Linked DNA regions of Mus musculus: region 2 is linked to region 1. A link is a contact called in public Hi-C data. All regions are on one chromosome and are shown on one strand. The core of a region is the stretch at or near the end of the contact, and the rest is flanking DNA. Distances in the headings are between cores, read along the strand shown.

Region 1 (6,388 bases), core at 1,831-4,330:
GCAAACAGAAGATTGTTCCAGCTGCTCCTAGAACAAACAGATCATTTTATTCGATATTTATGGGGAGCGATTAATTTCATCCCAGACAATCAAATAGCAAAGGATTTTCTATTTATCCTGACAGCAGGAATTCCAGGCTGATACCATCCTTTCATTACAAATGTCATCACTTTAGTTATCATGGAATTCCTAGGCAGATAAATAAATAAACAAAAAAAGAATGAAATGAGAATCTGGTTCCTGGGGTGGTCACAACTTTGATGTGTTTTGCACTTTTCTCTATGTGTAATGTCCAAGGTGATGGTCATTATCTACTATAAGCTTGGTCCTCTTTATAGCAATAACACTCATTATTTTCCCACTTCCAAGTCACTAGGACAAGAAGTTGGTATTTGGCTCTCACAGGTCATATGGTGGAAGCCTCGAGTTCCGGGGCTTGAGATCAGGGCTTATCTCAAAGTGTAGGCGTACAATTTACCAATCTATTGCGCTGATCTTTGATAATTGTGTGGTGGAGATCGTTTGCAGACCCTCAAAGAAACATAGAAGACTCCTTGTCCAAAATCCCAGTACAAGAGAATGAAAAAACACCAAAACCCTCCCAAGCATTAACTAAATCAAGACACCACAGCCCATTGAGGCACTTGCATATTATCTCAAAGAGAAAACTCACCTACAATGTGCATATCTTGGCATTAAGTTTGAGTCAGTGCATAACTTAACACGCAAATGGGTTCCAGGTTTGGATGGACGCCATGATTGTGGTTGGGAACAGAGAGCTGTGATGTCTGGGCAGGGGAGTACAGAAAGTGTCCTGATTCCCCTGGAAAGTGAAAGTTCCTACCTAAGCACAGCCTCTATGAGGCTACACCTACATGTGTACTGGCACTGAGGAAGGTGTGGAGCAGGGAGAGGGAAGAGGATTACCAAGAGAAAAAGCATGGGATGTGGGCTCCGGAAAGAACTTTGCAAAGAAGAGGGCTCTAAGAATATGAGAAGCAGCTCACTATGGGAAATGTGGAGGGACATCTCTCAAAATTGAGTCTGAAGCCTGGCTCAGGAAGAACTTTGGTGGCTCTATTGGGCAGGAGAGAGAATGCTTTGATAGTGGAAAGAGCAGGCTTTGGTTTGGATCAGAAGTCAGATCATAGGCATCCTTAGAGGCCAAGAAGAGTTTAGATCTTAATGTAAAGCCAACAGGAAAGACACATGCAGCAGTGTTGAGTGGATGGGGGCTTTGAGTAGAGGAATAACATACTAGAATGTGTGTAAAAGATCGTTGTGGATAATGGAGATCAGGGATAAACTGTAAGAAGGAAAATGAGACAGACAGACAGAAAGAATACTCTGGGTGGTTGTGGAAGTAGTCCTAGGGTTTGAGGAGGTCTGGGGCATGAAAAAAGCAGTATAGCCAAATTCCTTGCTCAGAGTTAGCTTTGCCTTATGCCTGGTTTAGAATGTGACTTCAAAGCCCCTGCTCATTCTAAGTTCTAAGGCTTAGACCCCCCTTTTCCTTTACTAGTCTAGAGCTTTGTCAATACTCACTGACAATTCTTCCCATTGGTCCAGTCCTTGACACTTATTGTGTCATTTAAAACTCATTGACGCTGGGCGTGGTGGCGCACGCCTTTAATCCCAGCACTCAGGAGGCAGAGGCAGGCAGATTTCTGAGTTTGAGGCCAGCTTGTTCTACGAAGTGAGTTCCAGGACAGCCAGGGCTATACAGAGAAACCCTGTCTCGAAAAACCAACCAAACAAACAAACAAAAAACACAAAAAAACCACACACACACACAAAAAGAACAAAACAACAACAACAACAAACCTCATTGACATGTTTTCTTATTTCAGACTGCTACAGCAAATGGCTATATACTGGGTGGCTTAAGAAATATGTACTTCTTACAGCCCAGGGCACTGAAAGATGAAGTTCACAATATTGGCTGATTCTCTAGTAATATATATTCCCTAGTGATATGTATTTATTTCCTTCTATGTCTTCAAGTGGCAGAAGGGTGAAGAGCTCTCTAGAATGCAGTGGCACTAATTCCTTTCATCAGGGACTCCTTCATGACCTAACCTTACCTGCTAATACTATCACAGCAGGGTTAATGTTTAAAATAAAAATCCTGACAGACCTATCCAGTCTACAACATTCCAATCCTGTACTCCACCCCATAATCATATTCTTCTTGCACAAAAATTACCCATTTTATTCCAAGAGCTCACAAAAATCTTAGCTCATTCTAGACTCTAAAGTATAAAATTCAAAGTTTTAATTTAAATATCATCTAAATAGGATATGAGTGAATCTCAAGGTTTTGATTTGTCTGGAGATAGAATTCTTCCTCATAGGTGAATGTATCAAACCAGACAATGTGGATGTTTTCAGATTAAGGTAATGTGGTGGGCACAGGGTATATTCTCACTTAGAAGAGAAGGTGGAGAGAAGACAGGAATGGTGAATGGAGACAAAGAGTGACACCTGCCAAGCATATTGGCAACACGCCTCCTGCATATTTAAGCCTGGAGAATAATCTTCTGTGGCTTACAGACCCACCGGAGCTGTGGTCACCTCTGCTGAGGAGAAGTGGAAAGCCAAGGACTTGGGAAAAGGTCATCTGGCCTGCTGAATGTGAACCAGTCGCCTCCCTTTTTTAAAGCCAAGGAGGTGACCCTGATGATCTCTGGATTTCCTGTGAGGTCAGTCTTTCCTTGTTTTGAAGAATAGGACACTTTCAGGGCCAATAGCTCCATGAACTTGTCCTATAAAATCCTAGACATCAGATAACTTTGCTTCATTCCTTCATATTCTTGTCCAAACTGGCAGTTTTTCCTGCTGGGGTAGCTGATTATGTCCGTGGTTCACACCCACACTAACCTTATCAAAGGGTCAGTTGGCCACTCTCTGTGTGTTCTCTTCCAGCAGCATTTCTCTTTTTTGGCCACATAAATAGCTTGAGACTTTTCAAAGATTGAATGTCTGGTTGCCTCTTTGCTTAATAAGTGTGTCCTGGAGTCACTTCTTCCTCTGGCTTTTGCTATAAGCAGCCAAGAGGAACTAAGACACTCTGTCAACACTGCTTAGAAATTTCATCACTAGCCTTTTCAAGCCCCACCTTCAATAGAACACAAGACCACAAGCATGACCCAGCCACATTCATTCCCACTTCATACAAACCATGCCTTTCCTCCAGTTTCCAAAACACATTCCTCATTTTCATTGGAGATCTCACCAGAATGACCTTGATCATCTGTCCTTTGCTTGCTTGCTTGCTTGCTTGCTTGCTTGCTTGCTTGCTTGCTTGCTTGCTATTTTCCTTTTTTGTTCATTTTTAGATAGAATCTCATTCTATGGTCTTTGTAGTCACTAACCTTGTGACTGGTTTGGGTTCCCAAATGCAGAGGCAGGAGAATTGGGAGCATGTCCTACCATCATTCCAGCTCCATCTGTCTTTCCACCAACATTCTGCTCACAGTTACATACATGATGTCTGAGAAGATGAAGCAGTTCTCTGTAGCTCTCTCATTGTTTAAAGAGATCTCACTAGAACTGATTTGAAACCTCACTTCACTATCCTAAACTTTGTCTTCTTCTACCATGCACCCAAAGCTCTTCCAATGTCTCATTACCCCCAGTTCCAAAGACATTTCCATATTTAGAGGTATTTCAGCAGCTCTCCCATTTATCAGAACTAACTCCTGGCATCGTCACTTAAATGGACACATCTTTTCTTCTCATGGTTCTAGAAATCAGAATGTTCAAAGTCAAGGTCCTGGCAAGAGCACTATGTGGCAATGCTTTCTTGTTCTTCAAATGTTAATCTCCTCATGGAGCCCTCACATTGAGAAGAAAAGAATAATTATTCTACCCTAGGAGGGTCTGCTTGGTTAATGTCCTAATGTCCATAAGGTGGATTCTTCATCAAGGGGAGACATCATGGACTTCAATGACATAACAAATACCCTAGAGTCATGTACCCTAGAGTCAGAGTAGACATATGCTGCTATCTATCTGTCAAAAGTATAGCCAAGAAAAAGAAGGTGACTGCAAGGCTCTTTGGTAGCTTGCCTAAGAATTTCAATCAGATTTTCTACTTTTCAGGGAAAATTCCATTATCATTGTGTTCTTTGGAAGCCTTGTGCCCTAGAAGGTAGCCAGTAACTCTAGAGCTGTTCCATCTGTGGTCAGGCCTCAAGCACCTTTTGGTGGCATGTAGAGAGTGGAACAAATAGGTATGAGAATCTTACCTGAGAGCTAATGTGTGTGCTAACCTCACTAGGGCCAACAGGAAAGTGAAACACCTTCTATGTCCCCTGCCTCCTTCATCAAATCACTGCCCATCAGACAGCATTTTTTTTTTGTTGCTTTGCATGAACGCATAAGTCTGCATAGACATGAGATCTTGAAGTTTATATTGTTTAGATACAAACTTAGCATATAACTCACTGATACCTCCACCCTGTCGCTGTAGATAAAGATAAAAGTGGAATAGAACATGAGACTCTCACATATAAAAATCTAGAGCAGTAGTAGTAGAAAACACTAAGTATCGGCTGTTTGTCAGGCAGTATACTCAAAATTATCACATATTTCCAATAAGTTCTTTTAATCACTTTTGGGGTGAATAATATTGTTACACAAAGCCATTTTTTTCTGTTCAATAAATGGAAGACTACAATGTGACAAATATCACTCTGGTGTTAAATAAGAGGACAGCGGGATGTCTGTCCCCATGCTAGTCTAGATATATAGGACTCTGAAGCTTAGAGTGACTAGGTCAGTCTTGAAGGTTAAGCAGTGAAAATAGTAACTGGGTTGCTAACAGGGCATGGGTCATCCAGTTGCTCCTTTAGTTTAGCTTGGACCCTTGAAGTTCCTGCGAGTATATATGAACTTGCTTCTGTGGATCTGAATATCACTTGTTGAGACTATTATCCATGTGTGAAGCCTTTTTACTTCTTTTGATAAATACAGCAACATGATAAGCTATCTTTCTCCATGCAATACTTTCTAATGACTATCTGATAGCAGTGGCTTGATACACCAAGGAGGTGATAACCCATTGTTCACAGCTTCTCAGAATACACTGTGCTCCCATCTCTCAGCTTCCCTTCCTGTTCATACAATGCAGTTTCAACACTCCACAGAGTCTGAATTCTGAACCCCTGAAATGGTATTGCAGAAACCAGTGGCCACTGGAGGCCTTTACCTGAGAAAATTATTCTCTGTGCTTAGTTAACATGTTTTAGGCTCTGCAAAAGACAGAGTGGGGTCGGCGCCCACATTGCTTGTGGCAGAGAGACCTGGTTGTTTTGGTGAGATGAAATGTCCTTTTAAGCCATGGGCTTGCTGGAGGGAGCCATGCTTGCGGTGTCGGCCTTCTAGAGTTTGGCTCTGCACTCTCGGCTTCAGATCAGGGTGGTTAGAGTTGAGCTAAAGGTTTGCCTTTCTACCATGTTTCAGGGATCATGCAGGGACTGCTGGTAAAAACCCTTCTTTAGAAAAGCCCTATGCTTGGTGGAATAGGACATTGCAGGCTTTTGGAGACAGATATTTCTATAGGACACTGACATATTTTCTTGTCTTTGTTGCTAGTCATGGCAGGGTGATCTGGCCATGAGGGACTCAACACTCCTCTTGGAGGGGTGGAGGCTGATATATGCTCATGTTTGAACTACTTCTTAGGAAAATCTCTCCATTTTACAGCTGAGATAACTCAAGGTCAGAAATTAATGGCCAAACTGGACTCAGAATTGGGCTGGCATGGTCAGGCTGTCCCCCACCCTATAAGCTTTCCTTCCAGCAATGCTGCACCCTGGTTGAAGGTGGTGGGACAACAGGAGGTTGTATTAGTTTGTATTAGTGATCTTTTCCTCTAAAACTTCTCCATTCAGGAATGAATCCCTTTGCATAGGCCAGCTCTGTAAGAGGGAGATGAAAGCACATAGGCCAGTTGGCAGAGTGAATAGAAAGAGGATCAGAGACAGGGACTTGATATCTCACATAGTGAAGCATATCTGGGCTGCCAGACCCTGAATGTCTCCTCCTCAACTGAATGAACAGCACCAAGAGTCTGAGCAGCGCAAATTGTAGAATCTAGCCATAAGGACCTTGAAATGGGTGGGAGCTGGGCCATGCATTTTTAATGCTTTCTTACAAGGTGAAAAGAATGTTTCAGAGAATAACTCAAGTGTTCTAAATACCCGTGACACAGTGGCCATCTCTATAAAAAGAAACTGAGAATTTTGATTGTAAAAGAGCTGGCTACTTAATGAGGGGAGTTTGCCAGCACAGAAAAATGCATTTATGAGTGTTTGTACTCAGGCTTGACTCTCTTTCACAGCATTGGGGTCCCAGAAGACTTTCTACTGGGACGAGTGTCCTT
Region 2 (6,388 bases), core at 1,358-3,857, 2.1 Mb before region 1:
AAGAAACTGCATTAGCTGATTAGGCCATACAAGAAAAGGGTGAACACAACTGCAAGCCCACTGAATAATATTTTTTTTAAAAAGTGGTGGTGGGGTGGGGGAGGGGCTATTATTCTGACGGTGATCCCTGGGGTACTTGCTAATAGGTTGCTAGTACCATGTATGAGAGAAAAGTCTAGGTTGACAAGATTATATGCCACTTGAACAATGAGAACATGTATTCACCTTCTTTAATCTGGAAGGACAGTGTTTGAGAAAGAGGTTTCAGGATGTGGTATATTTAAGAGGTTAATTAGACATTTAAATAGGGGCTGGGGCTGCGCTCAGTTGGTACACTATTTGGCTAGAATGCTTGAAGCCCTAGGTTTGGTTCCCAACATCCCATATAGAAAGTATGGTGACACATCTGCGTGATACACAAGAAGTGCAGGTAGGGCGGAGGATTAAAAGTTCAAGGTCATTCAAGTCTGAGGCTGGCACTGTCTCAAAAAAACAAAAGCAAAACCTAACATTTGAATATGGGCTGAAACTGGAGGAAACGTTCTGGTTCCAGGTTCCAGCTTGAAAGACAAGGGGACCTGGAGGGGAAAGTGGAGGATTGAGAACTCCAGCACTTTGAAGACAAGGAGAGAGAAGACAACGCGTGCAGGGGATGAGGTGTAGGAACTGGCAAAGGGAAGGCCTCACATTTTAGGAGTAGTTTTTGTGCCAGCTAGCTACAGCTGAGTAATAAAGTTAAGATTATCTGAGACTTCTTCCAACCTCGCAAATCACTAGAAAGGCCTTTTGTGCTGAGGGTGAGGCTCCATACCTGGTATAGAGCAGCCAAGGTGGATGCACATCTGTCCAGAGCTGTTCCTGGTTGTGGGCTGGTGCAACTCAGTCTCTCTGTGGGTTCTTTGCCCCCAGAAGGCAGGACCAACTCCCTCACACCATGGCAGCTGGGAACCAACCAACCAAAAAAAAAAGAAGCAGCACACAGGGTTTCCTCAACACAGCCTTGGCATCTAGCCAGCCTGTCAAAGTATCACTTCTGCCATGTCCTCTGGAGTAAAGCTAGGAGGTCAGCTAGCCTGGATCTTCATCCTTTTAGAGGGTTATGCATGCTGACAGTAGAACTCAGGGCCTGTGCATGCTAGGCAGGTGTTTTGTCTCTGAGCCACACCCCCAACTCAGCTTCCACACCTCCAGCTCAGTCTCCTGGTCTTGGTGGAGCAGGAAATGCCGAGTACACACTGGAGGAGGAAGTGTTGGTGGGTATCTCTCAGACCACCTGGCAGAGTCTGCCCTTTCTCTTACCTATAGCTTTATGTGTTCAACTAAAATGTGCTCTTTTATAAGTCTCTTTTTATTAGCTTGAGTGCTTCCTTATTTATTCGAGCACTATGTAACCTTCTGTGTTCCATTGTTTTGTTTCTGGCCCTAGCCTAGCTTTTGGTTTGATTTGGTTTCTTAAGGTGGAGACTAGCAATGTTGTTCAGGCTACTCTCAAACTCATGGTCTCCAGGGTGTGATCTTTTTGCCTTGGACTCGTGAATAGCTGGGACCCCAGATGTGCACCACTGTGCCCACTTGCCTAACTTTTGAATTAAGGACAAGTGCTTGGCTGAGGGCAGGACATATGCCTGTGCTAGTTGTTGGCACCGCCTTCCTCCTCAGCAGCTTGCCCACAGTATCCCCTCCAAGGAAACTACCTATCTACAGCTGTCATTGCCAACAGGAAAAAGTCTTTGCCAGCCCGAAGAACTCCACAAACCAGTTTTCCAAAGTCTCCGACCTCTAGTGTTTATTTTTTTTATTATTTATTCACTTCTTAAGTATTTGGTAGAGACACATTTCTTTTTACTCTTGATTATTCAGTAACAAAAACTTGAACTTCATGACGGAGCTGATGGTCAACGAGGCCCAATGTGATATGGACATTGATTTATTCTTTCCCATAGCTTCCCACCACCTGGAATCAGCAAAGGGTCCCAAGGAAGTGGTACCTGCCCTGGCAGAGGTCAGCAGCTGGTAACCAAAATATTGTTACTGGACTCAGGCCTTCATAGCACCTCCTTTCCTGTTTGAAGGCCCCCAGGGTTGCTCATCAGCCCTTTAGCCCGCTGCGGGTGATTTATGTGTGTGTGGCATGGTTGTACAGGCCCACACCATTGGGAGAGGGCTTTACTCTCAGAAGGTCTCCTAAGGAGGAAAGCTTTGACTTCAATCTATGGTATGCTGAACCAACTGACGGTTCATCCACACCATCTGTGAGCTGCTTCGCTCTTATGACCACTTAGACGCGTTCCCAATCTTATCTCAGAGCGCTGCCTGTGTCCCAGGTCCGGAGGCTGGGCCAACCGTGTACTTGCAGCTTCTGTCGCCAGCCAGAAAGTTATTTGGTCTGTAAAAAGAGATCGCAGAAACCCAGGAAACTGAAGCCGAGAGCGCGGGCTAGCCCCGGACTGGGCGCACAACAAAACCTAGTTCTACCCACCTCCCGGAGTCCCTGTCCAGGAGGGAAGAGGTGGGAAGGGGCAGGCTCAAGGAAGCTGCTTCTCCGGGAGAGAAGTAGTGGGTGGTGGCCGCGGGGGCGGAGCCGGGGCGGGGCCGTGGAGACTCTTAGGGGCGCTCAGGCTACCGCACCCGCGTGGGGCGTCGGGCGAGATGGCGGCGCGCAGCCTCGGCAGCGGTGTGGGGCGACTGCTGCGTGGCCTGCAAGGGCGCTCTGGACAATCGGGGTGGTCACTGAGCGTGTCCCGCTCGACCGCCACCCGACTCCCGGGCTGCGTTCCTGCAGCAGCGCAACCAGGCTCGTACCCCGCGTTGAGCGCTCAGGCAGCCCAGGAGCCGGCCGCCTTCTGGGGGCCGCTGGCCCGTGACACACTAGTTTGGGACACTCCTTACCATACTGTCTGGGACTGTGACTTCAGGACGGGCAAGATCGGCTGGTTCCTGGGAGGCCAGTTGAATGTGTCTGGTGAGTGCCTTGCTGGGTCCAGCTCATTTTCGCCGAGACTCGGGAGGCTCCAGTCAGTAGCAGCTGCCCCCAGGCCTTGGCTCTTTTCTCCAGAATGCTTCACCACCCACCCTAATCCTTGGGTCACGTCACTTTGTTCTGTATTCCACCGGATCTAGAGACTGCAGCTGGCGAAGCAGCAGTTACCCTCCCAAGTCTGCAGCGCTGTCTCTAGCGGGAAACTGGGGATACCCGGTTTAACCTCAGAGTGTTCTACCCTAACACAGATTCTAGGGGGCTTTGTCTTCAGACACAAAGCTTAGGACCCCAGATAGGCCTAGATGGAGAGAGCCCATGCTCCAAGAGTCCAGGCTTTTCTGACTCAGGGCCCCCAGATCAGCAGGGTAAACGCAAAGTACATAGGTTGCTATCGGCAACTGCAGGTGCTAGGGCTCGAGGCTCCCCTGAGGACAAACCTTGCAGTGTAAACAGAGCTTGGTGGGTGCAGGAAGAAGAAAGTGTCAGCCCCTGGGAGGGAACTGCTTATCTCCTCCGGTTGGGGTATGTGGGCAGGAAGTTCTCGGTCTAAGAACTGCACCCCAAAAACAAACGTCTACAGTGTCAAAGGCAGGTGTAACTTCAGCTCTCCGGAGTCTGAGTCAAGAGGAGCTGAACTCAAAGCCAGCTTGGACTATGTACCAGCCTCCCCCTTGATCTCTAAACGAGACACATCAGTCACTCTAGCTGTCAGTTTTCTGATGAGCCCGGATTCTGCTGAGGGTGGAGGCAGGGAAACACACGGAGGAGCCGAGAACTGAAGGAGGGGTTGGACTGAGAGGGGCTGGACAGACAGGCTGTGTCTCTGGTGCACAGCAGAGGGTTGGGAACTTTTGCATTCCTGTGGGATGGGAGCGAGGGTTGGATGGGTCAGAGATGCGTAAGGGACGAACTGAAGGTCTTTAAGACGAGGTGGCAGGTGATGCTTTGTTTAAGGACCAAAGTTAGAGGTGGAATCTGGTGTCTGCAGTTTCACTACCTCTTCAGCTTTGGTGCGTCTCAATCGCCCCATTTGTAAAATGAGAAAGCAATACTCACCTCTTATGCTGTCTGTACCGCAGTGCTGGGGGTGGGGATACAGTAACCTGTCCAGGCTTACTGGTGATCAATAAGCTGTAGCAGTTCTGATTTAATATATTCAGAAATTATAGGGTCTGTTTTTATTTATTTATTTATTTATTTATTTATTTATTTATTTATTTATTATATGTAAGTACACTGTAGCTGTCTTCAGATACTCCAGAAGAGGGCATCAGATTTCATTACGGATGGTTGTGAGCCACCATGTGGTTGCTGGGATTTGAACTCGGGAACTTCGAAAGAGCAGTCAGCGCTCTTAACCACTGAGCCATCTTGCCAGCCCCCTGTTCTTTTTTTAAAGCACAAAACTTTAAAGAAACTTTGGACAAGTCATTTTTCCCCCGTATATTATATCACTTGACAAGTTTAATCTAAATGAGTCTTTTACTAGATAAGTGTTGCCTTTAGACTTGAGTCAGCAAATTCTTCAACTTGGGTTAAGAAGTTCTTGCGTTTGCAGAAAGTGTCCTTCAAGTGAGTATAGCAGTTTGCAGAAGGAAGGGGGCAGAAAGTGTGCGGCTTCTTTGGAAACCTCTCCTCCCTTAAGAGGTCAAGGCCGCTGGGACGACCAAGCTTGTAGCTGATAAGAAGTGGTATCAGCCTTATGGTGAGGCTTGGGTGTGGTCTTCTAGGAATTCTCTGGCCTCTATTCTTCTACTATTAGAGCTGTGTGAGCCAGACAGAGTTTGAACTTCGCCAAACTGACATGCAAGAAAGCAGCTTCTCCAAATGTCTGGCTTCCTATCTGTCAGCAGCATCTTTGCCCTTTGCCCGTTTCTGCAACCTCCAGGGGTTACAGTGTGAACAGGGAACAGACCGACTGCAGCTGCTCTGGGAGCCACTTAGAGAGTTGTTAAGTCATTGGGCTGTTTAGGCCTGATCTGTTTATGTGTGATAATGACAACTTGTTCCAAAAATTTGAGTGGCACTATTATCCTTCCAGTGATCTTCAGGCTAATGCTTTTCAAAGGTCCAGACCAATGCTGCTGGACCAGGAAGCTTTTAGAGATGCAAATTCGGGGGCCCACTCTAGACTCTTAGGTTTAGAAACCCCGTGGCTGGGTGTCTTCCAGCTGTGATTGACAGGCCCTGCAGGTGCTTGGCACAGCACACACAGCACAGTTTGGTGGTTTCAGCTGGGTCTTTTGGGCTACACTGAGGTCTTAATTCTTACTTCATTGCATTTCACATGTTTCCTTATATTTGACCTAAAGAGAGCAGTGTGTCCTGGAATATTATTGTAGTTACCATTGTTCCATACTCTAATTTAGCTGTACTGCTGGATAATGACCCTTTTATTATCCTGAGGTCTTAGGTCAGGACTCTCAGGGCCCACGGGGGTCTACTCTCTCCCCTTCCCTGATATCTCACCTCCTGGTTTGAGGCCTGAGTGGTGGGTGCTATGCTTAGAATATGGTTCATCCCCTAAGCTCCTCAGTAAAGTCCCCTTGTCAGCTATTATGAGGGAGGTAGCTAGGATTGGGAGAGGTTATCCGGGCTGAGATAAAAGGTTCTGATCTTGGTGTTTTATAAGAGGGAGTGGCCAGAAGAGATAATGGATGTCTCATTCCACGTGATGCTCTGCCTCATTTTAGGGCACACTCATCAAAGACAGCATTACCAGACACAAGCCTTTGAACTTCTAGATGCATGAGCTAAATAACTGTTTGTAAAAATAGCCATCCTCTGTTATTTCATCAAGGTTCCTGAGAATGGATTGTACAGTTGTGATAAGTGAAATTTCAGGCTGGGCTCAACTGAAACATGTCCTGCAAACCACACAAAGCATCTCATGGTATAATGGCTAGGTTCATGGAAGGTTCTGTGTCCTGAGGGTCAAGAGACTCAGGTAGGAATGAAGGCTCCTGCTGAGCAGGCTGTCTGGGGTGGGGAGGGTACTTGGTTGCCGTTGTTGCCCCATCAGATGATGTTCTCAGCACACGCAGCCGGGGCTCTTGCTAGGATTAGGTGAGATTAAAGCTCTTGACACTGTTCTTAGCACAGTGCAGCCCTAACCACTCATCGCTGTTAATTATTAATGAAGCATTTGGGGAAGCAGTGACCTTGGTTTGTCCTTCAGGAGGCTGCTGAGTATTGTGCCCATCTGAAACAGACCCTGTTGCAGGATATTTGATCACACTGTGAACCCTGAGATTGTGTTATTTACTGAAAAATACCTGTTTCTAGTCCGGGTGTGGCCTAGCCTTTAGCACACACCTTTAATCCCTCTGGCTGGAATATACACTCTTAATCCCAAACAATGAAGGTAAAGTTAGTTTGTAGAAGGAAGCACCTATGTTTGAAAGTGAC

What was found. A called contact is a pair of places that touch in the nucleus more often than the background predicts.
Region 2: a Hi-C map of pre-B cells shows a contact between it and region 1, with 4 times the contacts expected there. The contact joins the promoter of Acss1 here to the enhancer-like site in region 1. A contact is called at or near these places in 4 of 39 promoter capture datasets (the C10 cell line, liver and pre-B cells) and 1 of 484 Hi-C or Micro-C datasets (pre-B cells).

What each region holds. Positions count from the first base shown.
Region 1 is chr2:148,564,728-148,571,115 of GRCm38.p6, reverse strand. No RefSeq gene overlaps it. Among named protein-coding and RNA genes, the nearest start is that of Gm46770, 5.8 kb to the right of the region's middle. Within about 2 kb of position 3,080, at least 65 of the 459 cell types and tissues checked have an H3K27ac peak or open chromatin away from gene starts, as enhancers often do. A contact at or near this core is called in pre-B cells, where this site is marked.
Region 2 is chr2:150,664,459-150,670,846 of GRCm38.p6, reverse strand. It overlaps Acss1 (acyl-CoA synthetase short-chain family member 1), which reads left to right and starts at 2,607. Exons shown (of 14, transcript NM_080575.2): 1 at 2,607-2,962. The coding sequence starts at 2,650. It overlaps E130215H24Rik (RIKEN cDNA E130215H24 gene), which reads right to left and starts at 3,353. Exons shown (of 2, transcript NR_040331.1): 1 at 2,890-3,353; 2 at 1,915-2,386.